Linked DNA regions of Sus scrofa: region 2 is linked to region 1. Evidence: chromatin contacts called from public Hi-C data. All regions are on one chromosome and are shown on one strand. The core of a region is the stretch at or near the end of the contact, and the rest is flanking DNA. Distances in the headings are between cores, read along the strand shown. Region 1 overlaps FAM169B (protein FAM169B). Region 2 has its middle 29 kb from the start of SYNM.

Region 1 (6,026 bases), core at 1,241-3,740:
GAAAAAATTGAGGCGAGGGCTACCTGAGCTGATGTCTGCAGGGTCTTTGGGTTGTCGAATTGGAGGAAGGGTCTGATCATCAGCCTGGATCCCAGGTGCATATCACTTTGCAGTCCTTCTGTCATTTCCTGGAGGGTGTGTGGTGAACTCCCTGTGCAGGGGAGGCAGCAGGGCTGAGAAGCAGAAAGCAGGGTCCTTGGGGACAAGGAGGATGGAGGGAAGGTTGTTTGTTGTGTGTGTTACCACATGCTGACTTCCCTGATTGGAACATCTATACCCCCAGCTCACTTCCAAGACATTTTGTGACCAAGCATAACACTCAGCCTTCAAATTGCTGCTAATTTATTTACGGTTTTTTGGTGATTGCATGTCATGTGCACCCTGAGAAAAACAAGCAGGGAATCGAAAAATGATGATTTTTTCTTGGAAAAGCATGCCCATCCTAGGCCTGCAGAGACAGCACGAGCCAAGGCAAACATTCAGATGAAACCAGAGCCGCTGTGGAGCCACCTTCCCAGTGGCTGTCATGGGCTGGGGGATGGTGGATTGCGACATGGCAGGCGCAGGGCCAGGCCTTCACTGTGCTCCATTTGGGGCAGGTGGGTGGTGGGTCAAGATGGATGGGTGGGTGGAAAGTGAGGTGTGCTCCTGAGGTGCCCAGAGCACTTTTGCAGAACTGGGAGGCCCTTTCTGGGATGTTTTTACCTCTGGCCAGGCTGCCCAGGTTTGGGGCAGGGGGAGGAGCTTTGAATCTCTGACCTCCAGAAGGGACCTGGTTGGAACAGCTCCTAGTAGTGTGCCTTGAAGGGAAAGATCTGGCTTCCTGGAGAGTGGGAAGGATGAGACTAAACCCAGAGCTAACCCAGCTCTCTCTCTCTCTCTTTTTTTTTTTTTGGTCTCTTTGTGTCGAATCTGCAACCTACGCCAAAGCCACAGCAACACGAGATCTGAGCCGTGTCTGCGACCTACACAGCAGCTCATGGCAACTCAGGATCCTTAGCCCACTGAGCAGGGCCAGGGATTGAACCCTCATCCTCATGGATACTAGTTGGGTTTGTTGCTGCTGAGCCACAGTGGGAACTCCTAACCCAGCTCTTTTTAGCTGAATGAGCCTATCCACTATCCTCATGACTCAGTGAAGTGGTTTATGTATCTCTGGTAAAAACCAAGCTAATATGATGGGAGGAGAGGCTTGCCAACCTGGTAAAATCTGGGAAGTAATTGCAGTTTTTCTGGCTTTGAAGTGTGAGGAACCCCACAGACTCTTGTACCCCAAATTTGTAGGAATAACCTGGTTAGCAGGCACCTACTGGTGTAGCCTCCCATGATCCTGTGGACGTTAACTTTTGTTTAAGTCTGTATTTGCTTTTTGGATGTTGCAGAGATAGACCTAAGCCTGAAATGGGTCCCATTCTCCCACCTGCCAATTAGAGGAGTCCCGCTTAAGTGGGTTTGACAGTTTGGGGGAAAAAGAGTTCTGGCCAAAAACTCAGCCTCGATTTGAATACCTGCTCCTCTTGGTGGTTAAGGTGCCCATGTGGCCCTGTAAGCTCGGCCAGTGTCAGGTGGTCCCCAGGTTGAGCAGGACCCAACTTCACATAAACTAAGAGAGCTCCATGCTACATATGGAGAAGAGAGTTCTGTTTTCCTTGGGCCATGACAGATTGAAGGGCTATTTGCAGTGACAGCACTGTGTTTTGGCTATTGTTTGGGATTTTCTTCTTTATTCCATGTTAATTGACGGCACTTACTGTGAGTTGGATTTCAATATAGGGAAAAACAGCATCCCACAAACAAACAAAGACATTTCGTTCTTACCAAGGGACTAATGGTATTTGGAAGACAGAGACACCCCGAGGAAAATATTCTGTGTCAAGGATGAAGCCATTGTCCAGGGGCCGGGCTGCTTCTTCGAGGGTTTTACTGCTACAGCTTGGGCTGTCCGCATCTCTCTGCCCTGAGAAACTCAGTGTGCTTGCCTTGGTGGAGCCTGTGATTTTAAGATTTTCTTTCCTAGGACTTTCCTGGTGGCTCAGTGGGTTAAAGATCCAGTGTTGTCACTGCTGTGGCTTGGGTTCAATCCCTGGCCTGGTAAATTCTGAGTGTAGCCTCCCCCTGCCCTGCCGCAAAAGGGATGCCTTTCCTAGGTAGACCAGCCCTGGTGTGGGTTTCTTTTCTGCCTCTAACACCTGGCTGTCCAGCTGTGCCTCAGGATCCAGGCACCCCATCTCACCCCAACTTCCTTGAGTTAAAATCTCGACTTATGAAAACAAAATTGCTTAAGGCCAGAAAGGCCTGAGAACCACAGAGAGGCTGAGGCAAATATACTGCAAACCAGATGTTTCTTTCTCCATGGCAAAGAGGCGCCCAAGTTCACAGGGCATCTGGGGAAGTGTTTTCCTTTAAGGAAGACATCTGTATGGAAATGGTAGCCCGAGTAATGCGATGTGACAGTTGCTATGTCAACTTGAGGATTTTTCCCCTCCCCTTAAATTATTGACCAGCTCAGTCAATGTTGCATAAAAGTCATGCAATGCCTTGGAATGTGTTTATGTGCTCTCCCCTGCCAGAACTTTTCAGCATTATTTTTTTCCTACATGTATTTTGCTTTGGGGAAGATGACCTGTCACTTTGGTTTAACTGTGCTCTTTTTTTGAGGGGGGGGGATTACATATTTTTTAGATTTGTAATGGGGCAATGGTGGCTTAGACTCCAGGAAAGCGACTGGGGGAGGTGGGTGGGGAGCAACAGGAGAGCCTGAAGCTCCTTCAGTTGTGATTGGAGAAGTATAAACCATGGGCCAGTACATGAACAACTTGAAGTTAGTGTGGGGAGATAAGGTGTGTGTGCATGTGCATGTGCAGGCATGCACTCTCAGGCACATGTGCACTCAGCCTCCTTGGTTCCTCTGTAATATGGGGTATGGACTTTCTCTGTCTCTTTGCTCAGCTTGGGCTGTGTATTTGGATGGCCACCCTGACCTTGCTGTCTCTAACAAGCATTTCAGAACTGAAACCCTCACACCTCCTCCTTGTTCTCACTTCCTGCTGGTGAAAGCACCTCTGTCCTGCTCAAGCTTGGTTGCCCACTGCCACTCCTGCCTGCCCCCTCTCTTCTGCCTTTGGGCCAGTTTGATTCACAGGTGGTCTTTTTTGCCCCCCTGAGGATCTTCCTCCCATCCAGCATGATTGTTGCACTCAGCCCCTCCACACTTCCTGGTGGGATCATCACAGCCTCCCATTGTCCTCCCTGCCTCCAGCCTCACCTGCTTTGTAAACCATTGCTCCAATCATGTCTGTCATTGATTAGACTCCCCCGGAGACTCATTTCGAAGTCATTACCTCAACCTGGTCCCCAGAGCCCCCAGCACTGGAGTCCAGTCTGGCTCAGGCCTATTCTTGGAACTCTGCCTCAGCTCTCCTAGACAGCCAGCTATGGTCTGAATGTTTGTGTCCCCTGCCAAATTTATATGTTGAAATCCTAAGCCCATGTGATGAGGTTGGGATGTGGGGCCTTTGGGGGCTGCTTAGGTCATGAGGGTGGAGCCCTCTTGAGTAGGATTAGTGCCCTTATCAGAGAGACCCCAGAGGGCTCCCTTGCCCTTTCTGTCACAGAAGAACACAGTGAGAAGTTGGCCATCTGCAGTCCAGGAGGGCTGTCATCAGAACCTGACCATGCTAGTACCCTGATCTCAGACTTCCAGCCTCCAGAAGTGTGAGAAATAAATTTCTGTTGTTATAAGCCACCAGACTGTGGTATTTTGTCACGGCAGTGTGAATGGATGAAGACACAGCCCCAGGTGGGTGCCTGATGCTGTTCACATCTTAGGCACTGGTCATGGTATGTGTGGTCACGGCCTGGTGGCCTGTCTTGCTCCTGCTGGGCGGTGTCTTCTGTCCTGGATCTCTAGTGCCAAGTATAGTGCCTGATACTTGTCAGTGTTTGCTGAATAAATGGCAGCCTCCCTCCCCTCCCCAAAGTACAAAAGGAGATTTGTTCTATTAAAGACTTTCTCTGCTGGCAATTCTTTCTCCTCGGTGTCTTGGCTTGTCCCCTCCTCATCTCTGTCTCATCTTTGTCTTCCCTACTCTGCTGGCCTTTTTGGGGCCTGGGCCCAGCTCTATCCCCTTGTCTCTCTGTCCATTATTCACCTGGAGCATAGTGCTTAGACCAGGGGCTGTGGAATGACTGGGACCCAGTTCACATCCAGTCCCAGTGCTGCTGTTTATAAGCATATGACCTTGACTATCTTAATCCTTCAGAGCCTCCTCTGAACAAAAGGGTCAGCCAGCCACTCAGTGGGTTGTTGGACCTATAGCTCTGGTGGATGTCATTACTTTAACACAGTAATTGGGTCATGTTCATCTCCCCCTTTGAATCATGGTGGCTACCAGTGGTCTCCAGAGTATGGCTTCCAGGGCCTCTGTGACCAGGCCCACTCTCCTCCTCCAAGTTCTAAGTGTCTTAAGCTAGAGTTTAAATTTAATTCCTCAAGTGGATTTAGCCTGTGCTCTGCCCATAGTAGCCTCTCAGCATGGGGGTTGAATGAGTACCATGTCCTTCAGAATTGTGACCTCTGGAGGGTCCTAAGCCACTGTGCCATGTCCCCTGTCCTCTGTGCTGGGCAGGTGATGAGGGACAGCAAGCACAGCCATATGCACCTCTGTCCTCCTCATGAATGTCACCATCTGTCACAGTGCTCCTCCTTGCTGAGCTGGATAGTAGCCTCAAAGCCCTTCTCAGGACAGCTCCCCACTGTTGCAGCCCATCCATCCAAGGTGACAGGTGACAACCAGCTCTCCCTCTGCCATCCTGTAGACAAATCACACTGCCTTTTAAAAAACAATTGTTTTATTTATTGATTAACTAAGAATATTTAAATATTGTATGGAATTTGTCTTTCTCTTTCTGACTTACTTCACTTAGTATGATACTCTCTAGTTGTGTCCATGTTGCTGCAAATGGCATTATTTTGTTCTTTTTTATGGCTGAGTAGTATTCCATTGTATATATGTACCACATCTTCTTAATCCATTTATCTGTTGATGGGCATTTAGGTTGTTTCCATGTCTTGGCTACTTTGAGTAATGCTGCTATGAACATATAGGTACATGTATCTTTTTCAATTGTAGTTTTGTCTGGATATATACCCAGGAGTAGGATTGCTGGATCATATGTAATTCTATATTTAGTTTTCTGAGGAATCTCCATACTGTTTTCCATAGTGGTTGTACCAATTTACATTCTCACCAACAGTATAGGAAGGTTCTCTTTTCTCCACACCCTCTCCAGCATTTGTTATTTGTTGACTTATTTATCATGGCCATTCTGAGGTGTGTGAGGTGGTATCTTATCATAGTTTTGATTAGCATTTCTCTAATAATTAGTGATGTTGAGCATCTTTTCATGTTCCTACTGGCCACCCATATTTCTTCTTTGGAGAAATGTCTATTTAGGTCTTCTGCCTATTTTTTAATTGGTTTGTTTGTTTTTTTGTTGTTGAGTTGGATGAGTTGTTTATATATTTTGGAGATTATACCCTTATTGGTTGCATGGTTTGCAACTATTTTTTCCTATTCCGTAGGTTGTTTTTTGTTTTGTTTATGGTTTCCTTTGCTGTGCAAAAGCTTGTCAGTTTGATTAGGTCCCATTGGTTTATTTTGTTTTTATTTCTGTTGCTTTGGTGACTGACCTAAGAAAACATTTGCACAGTTGCTGTCAGAGAATATTTTGCCTGTGTTCTCTTCTAGGAGTTTTATGGTGTCTTGTCTTATGTTTAAGTGTTTAAGCTATTTTGAGTTTATTTTTGTGCATGGGTGAGGGTGTGTTCTAGTTTCATTGATTTACAGGCAGCTGTCCAGTTTCCCCAGCACCACTTGGTAAAGAAACTGTCTTTCCCATTTTATATTCTTGCCTTCTTTGTCAAAGATTAATTAACCATAGGTATCTGAGATAATTTCTGGGCTCTCTATTCTGTTCCATTGATCCATATGTCTGTTTTTATACCAGTACCACACTGTCTTGAT
Region 2 (6,026 bases), core at 2,043-4,542, 570 kb before region 1:
GGTCTGTATTTTTATAAACTCACAGAGAGAAAGATGCCAAAATCCTAAGTGTACAATTTAGCAAATTATCATCAGGCCAAGACCCCTGTAATTATCACTCGGTTGGTAAATTCTTGCAGAATGCTAAATTGGAACTTCCAACAGAGGCACAGAGGCCCATCGAGTCTGCTTTCCAAAGCACTGCGCACAAAACCTGTCACATGACTCTCCAAATCAGGACCCACTGGAGAGTTGAGAAGGATTGAGTTGTAGGATGTTAGAGAAGATTTGTAAAAGAGCAGAAGGATTGAGTTGTAGGATATTAGAGAAGATTTGTAAAGAGCATCTCTTTGGAGAAGACTGAGCTGCAAGTACTGACACCCCCACCCAGAGGAGGGGAGTGGAGCTGCTTCCTCCTTCCCTACATCAAGAGCAAGGGGCTTCCAAGGGACCACATTGGGTGCTTGACATGAGTCTCTTGCCATAAAGGGCACCCAGTGGACAGACTGTTCAGGAAACCTTGAGGACAAGGGACCAAATGCCAGTGGGACTGTTTATTAATTATCTATCTTTAGAAAACTACCTAGATGGAGGACTAATTTCAGCACAGTGTCTGAACTTAGCACAGGAGGATGCTCTCTGTCACTGGAGTAGCCATTATTGTAATTATTCTTGCCCTGGGACTTGAGGCTTGGAAAAGGGATAAATTCTTCCTAGAGAGGCTTCACTGCTTCATGACTGTTTATTGGCTAACTGAGGGCTGGGTCTTTCTCCTTGAAGTGCTGCCATAACAAGCACAGTAGGGACACTAAGACCTGAAGGGAACATATCTGAACATCTCTCCCACCACCCATCTCTGCCTCCAAACATTCTCCCCCACCATGTTCTTAAATTCCATCACTCACCTTCCTTTGGGTCTTATTCTGAAAGCTACTGTTGACATAGAAGGGACAGCTCATTAACCTATGGATTGGTTAGCACCTTGGGTGGCTCTCGGATATGGATATGTGCCATTTTCTTCTGGGCACCCTGGCATCTCACCTCCTTCCTTTCCCCGGGGGTCCCCCACCATGGGAACCTCAGTCTACAGGGCACATGCTGTGCTGGGCTGGAGTGAGACTCACCAGCCTACCAGAGATGAGATTCTTAAATTCTCAGGCATCTTTTGAGCTGGGTCTTAAATGGTTGTCAGCTAAAACTCAGTCATGATAGGAATGTTTACACCATAGAAGTCAGCAAGTTGCCAGAGATCAGAGCTTTTTCCACTGGAGAGCAGATTGTGAAAAATATACCAGCCCACCGCTAGGCACATTACTTGGGCGAGCCAGCTGATCCCATCTGAGGCTTTGAATCTTGGGCAAAGTGGTCCAAGATGAAGGGACAAGACAGAATCCACCTACTGCATCAAGCTCTGGCCCTGGCATGGGGTGTCCACTGGGGGATGGTAGTGCCCAGGGAACCCTGGCGTGACCTTGGCCAGGTCTTCCTTCTGCCTGACTTTATTCGTGCCCAACTTCCAAGCCTCCTTCTCCCTCCTTCCCATCAATTTCAAGAGTTACTCTTTGCTGCTAAGTTAACCAGAGCCAGCTCCTCCCAAGCTCTCTGCCTGATATAGATGGCTAATCACCTGGTACACAGAGGTCCCTGAAGAAGAAGCAGCAGCTCTCATTTTGATTTCTCAAGGGGAAGAGCTGCTTGGAGCAGAGCATCTCTGGGCTCAGTCACCTAGCAAACATTTATGGAGCACCTAGTGTGTGCCAAGCAGTAGATTCTAAAAATTAATTATATCATTAATTCTTCTTTGGATTACTCCATCATTATGAGTTCATACCAATCTACTGATAAATATTCAAACCCGCAATGGGTAAAGTGCTACAGGGAGTTCACTCTGTGGTGCAGTGGGTTAAGAATCCGACTGCAGTGGCTCAGGTGGCTGTGGAGGTGCAGGTTCCATTCCCGGCCATTGAAGTAGGTTAAAGGATCTGGCATTGCTGCAGCTGTGACATAGGTTGCAGCTGTGGCTTAGATTCAGTCTCTGGCCTGGGAATTTCTATATGCTGCAGGTATGACCATAGGGGGAAAAAAGTGCTGTGGCAGATGCTAAGGGATGTACCGGCAAAGCTGAATAATCTACACCTCCGTTCTGGAATTTACAGTTTAGCTGGTAACATAGGTATGTGCTCACGTAGCTGAATATCTGTCTGGACACAAGTTCTCACACGTAAGGAGTGTGGGAAGCTCTAATTTCCAATGTTACAGATCAGGAAAGGCTTTCGGAGATATAGTGGGATGTGAGCCCAGCCTTGACAGTGATCTCAAGTGTGTGTGTACATATCAAGAAATGTTATTTCCTTTATCCATTTATTTTTAAAAAAATGAAATAGCTTTTTTTCTGTTTAAAGACACATTAAAACATGTTGTTGATTCATTAGCATTGAATGCATGGCAACAGAACTGAAACTCATGCCTGAATGACGTTTATCTAACACATATTTTCTCCAGAAGGCACACCATAAAATAGCTCTTTTATTGGAAAATAACCCACATTCATTTCCCGAAAGGGCTCAACAACATTCGGAAAACATACCTGTGAAGTGAGCCACCTGTAACCCCACCACCCACAGGTGACCACAGTTAGCACTGCCACAAGCGCCCTTCTGCACAGCTGTGCGATCCTGTTATACACGCCGTTGTGTAACCAGCTGTTTTCACTCAATAATATGTCATGGACATTTTTCCATGCCAATTATTCCCAATCTACATCACTATTTAAGTGGCTGGAGAGTATTCCATTATACGGATGTACTCTAAATTAATCAAATCCCCATTGATAAACATTTAGTGTTGCGGTCAAGGGCACAGACTCAGGAGCTCCACAGTCCAAGCATAAATCCTGCCTCTACCACTCCCCAGCTGGGTGATTTTGAGTGAAAACCTAACTTTTGATTGCGGGTTCCTCCTCCATAAAACAAGGGTATTAAGAATACCTACTGCAGCAGAATGTTGTAAGTAGATATTTATAAAACATTTATAACAGTTTCCAGCACATAGTAAATGTTCAGTTAAGGCCAACTGTTGTTGGCAACATTACCAGGGCTGTGACCATCAGCGGAATTCATATTCTCTTTACTTACTTAGAATAAAACTTAGAAATGGGAGGAAGTAGTTAAATGGTAAACATTTAAAATCCTGGTAAAAATCATCCAATTTCCCTCCAGAAATATCCCCACCGTCATGGAGGACCTGGGGTTGGTAGGAGGCTCTGAATGTGTACAGCCACTGCTCCTGGCCCAGAGCACTGTCACCCTCCAAGTCACGGCGAACCAGCCAGTGAGGTCTCCCGCCTCGCCCAACCTTCTGGGTGGCATTCTGGAACGCCGGGCAGGAGGAAAATCAACAGCAAGTCAGGTCAGACTCTCTCCCTTTGATTTCTAGAAGGAAAACTAGAGTTGAGGCCATATTCAAAAATATAGGTCAAATCTTGGTTTCTGTGGTTACCAAACACTGTCAACCACCAGTGACTCCCTCCCTCGGGGGCGATGCCAGGGTTCCGAGGCCTGGCCGCGGGGCCTGGCTCCCCTCCGTCTGCGCCCCCCGCCCCGCCAGGGCCCAGAGACCCGCCCTTCTGCGGCCCCACAGCCCTGAGGGTCTGCGGGGAGTGCGGCAAGGGGGCGGGGCCCGCGGGCACCCTGCCCTCCACTCCTTGGGGTGGGGGCAGCGGCTTGGCAGTGCTACCGATGGGGTTCGGGGTCCCCGGGACGGCTGCCCTGCCCAGTCGCCCGCCCGGCTCTCCACGCCTGCGGAGGCAGGGAGCGCCCCGCCTGGGCACGGGCCGTGCCCGCCCGGAGGAGGGAGGAGGCCGGCCGCCACAGGAACAATGTGGTCGGTTGTTTTGCGGACTGTCAGCCTCGTTCCTGCATTCTCCAATCCACGCCCCTTGGCCTAACCGCCACAGGCCCAGCACGCTGAGGGAAGAGCCCCCTTATTTGGTCTTGGAAAGAAAGGGGAAAGGTTATCCTCAGATGCCTGCGGCGTTGGGTCATCGGCCGGCAGTTTTTGGCCCGCTCCCGGGAGCAGGGCCGACTCCCGCCGGTAGGTGGCGGTGCCAGGCAGCACCTCGCCGAGACGCCCGAAGTGGTAAACAAACCCGCAGGTTCCGGTACCTTGGCCTCGGGGTCTTCTTTTGTGTGCGCGCTGGGAGAGACTTGGCCCGGGGAGGCGGGGGAGGAAGGAGGAAGAGAGGGAGAAGAAGAAGAAAACAAAGCCTTTTTTAATGCTGCAGTCCGGCTTTCGAAATCGGAAAATCGGCTTCAGTTTGAGGGTGTGACTGCCGTTGTGGATTTCATGTGAACCCTCGGCGGGTGCACGATGGGATGCGGGCTTCAGGTTCACGGTCAGCTGGGAGGTCGCGATGCAAATTCCTTTAAGGACTTTAATAAGGTACTAGGTGAGGATTAGTACGAGCTTGGATGCTCATTTCTTTCCTACCCCGGCCCCTCCCACACTCTCTCCTCCTGCCTGCCATTGCCAGCCTCTCAGGTGAGCTGGGGAGGTGAAGTGAGCCACCTGCCTTCTCCCGGCGGGAGCAGGACGCTAGCGGAGGTTCCCAAGCACTAAGCACGTGCAGACCAGCACTTGCTCACCTTCGTTGCTGACCCTCAAGCCAGGAGTCATCCTCGCCTGTTACTCGGAGTTCCGAGAGAATAAGGTCACACGGACAGCAAGGGGCAAAGCTGAGATTCGAACCCCTGTTCTTCACACTTCAAAGCCAAGGCTTGTCCTACAATGAAGGGTACCTCACCTCTCTAGTGCCTCCTCCACATAAAGCTCTTGTAACGTATATTATTGTCCAAAGTTCTTTAAAAAGAACCAAAACATTAACGGGATTTGAATTTTTTCAGCAAAACAAAGCACAAGCCACTACCTTGTGGAGGTGACTCTGGTTGGGTGAACCTGCTTCCCCAGGTCGGAAGGGGACTGGAAGTTAGGAAGCCATGGGGCTCTGGGGCTTCTGCTTTAACTGATTACACAGGCTCTGGGGCAGCGTCCTGTGAGGCTCGGAAAAGGGGCCCGCCAGGCGGAAAGCTCTGCTAACTTTTATTTTCTATTTTAGGCAAGTTGCAGACAGCCCTTTTGTTTGGCTGAGCGTCCCATATGCTCAGGTCTCTGCCCGTTGCTTCTTCTGCCTCCTGAGAATGGGGGAGGGGGGAACCAATAATTTTCACTTAGAAAACCTGTTTTGGGTTTCTTCATCTGGAAAGAAATTAATTTTCCAAGTCACACAATTCTAGGCAACTATTTAAAAAGTTACTGGAGTGACAGTTTCCATGCTTAAACGGTGCCAGTTTTTCTTTAAAAAAAAACCCAAAGTTTGTGTGAACAAAGTTAAATCCAAGAAATGTGGTTTTTCTCTATCTCTTTTTCATAAAATAGTAAAAAAGAAAAAAAAAAGCTGCATCTACCAGTTTTGGGGGGTTTCCAGGTTTCCAAGAATTTACTTAGCTTGCTACGTAGTATATTTCTGTGGAAAAATTACAGCAAGAATATCTTTCGGATCATTGCTTTCCAGTCATTGTTTTATTGGTTCCCAGATTCCATGAGAACCAGCACTGTCTGGGTTTGCCTTGACATTTCAGAGCCCATGTCCCCATCCCAGGAACCAGAGTCCTTCTTGGGATGAGGGACTCGGCAGCCATGGCAATTGCTTTGTCCTTTCCAGATGTGCTGGCCTCTGAGCCCTCACTCTGCACCTCACTCTGCATTTCATTCTCCCCAACATCTTAATTTGGTTCCATTCAGTTGCCTGGATTCTGCTCTTAGACTATGCCTTGAAGCGGGTGGGACCCAGCTCCACTGTCATATCAGGGGCTGCCCTATTTGGAGGTGCGCGGGCTTCCAGCCATCCAGAATGAACTCGGGGAACAGAGCTATGCAGCTTTGACCATGGACCTTAACTCTTGTGTTCCAGCTGTTGTGAGGATTTAATGACTTCTTCATATATGAAGGTCTTGGGGAGCAAAGTAGGGTAAACTGTTTAGGTTTGTAGG

What was found. Hi-C and Micro-C count contacts between places; a contact is called where the count stands out from the background.
Region 2: a Hi-C map of embryonic fibroblasts shows a contact between it and region 1, with 2.6 times the contacts expected there. The contact joins two enhancer-like sites. A contact is called at or near these places in 1 of 5 promoter capture datasets (liver), 15 of 47 Hi-C or Micro-C datasets (adipose tissue, brain, embryonic fibroblasts and 8 more) and 1 of 2 datasets of contacts at active chromatin or transcription factors (skeletal muscle).

The regions. Positions count from the first base shown.
Region 1 is chr1:137,256,730-137,262,755 of Sscrofa11.1, reverse strand. The region is part of intron 3 of FAM169B (protein FAM169B); the gene reads left to right. Among named protein-coding and RNA genes, the nearest start is that of FAM169B, 37 kb to the left of the region's middle. Within about 2 kb of position 2,490, at least 5 of the 83 cell types and tissues checked have an H3K27ac peak or open chromatin away from gene starts, as enhancers often do. A contact at or near this core is called in adipose tissue, embryonic fibroblasts and liver, where this site is marked.
Region 2 is chr1:137,823,952-137,829,977 of Sscrofa11.1, reverse strand. No RefSeq gene overlaps it. Among named protein-coding and RNA genes, the nearest start is that of SYNM, 29 kb to the left of the region's middle. Within about 2 kb of position 3,292, at least 59 of the 83 cell types and tissues checked have an H3K27ac peak or open chromatin away from gene starts, as enhancers often do. A contact at or near this core is called in adipose tissue, embryonic fibroblasts and liver, where this site is marked.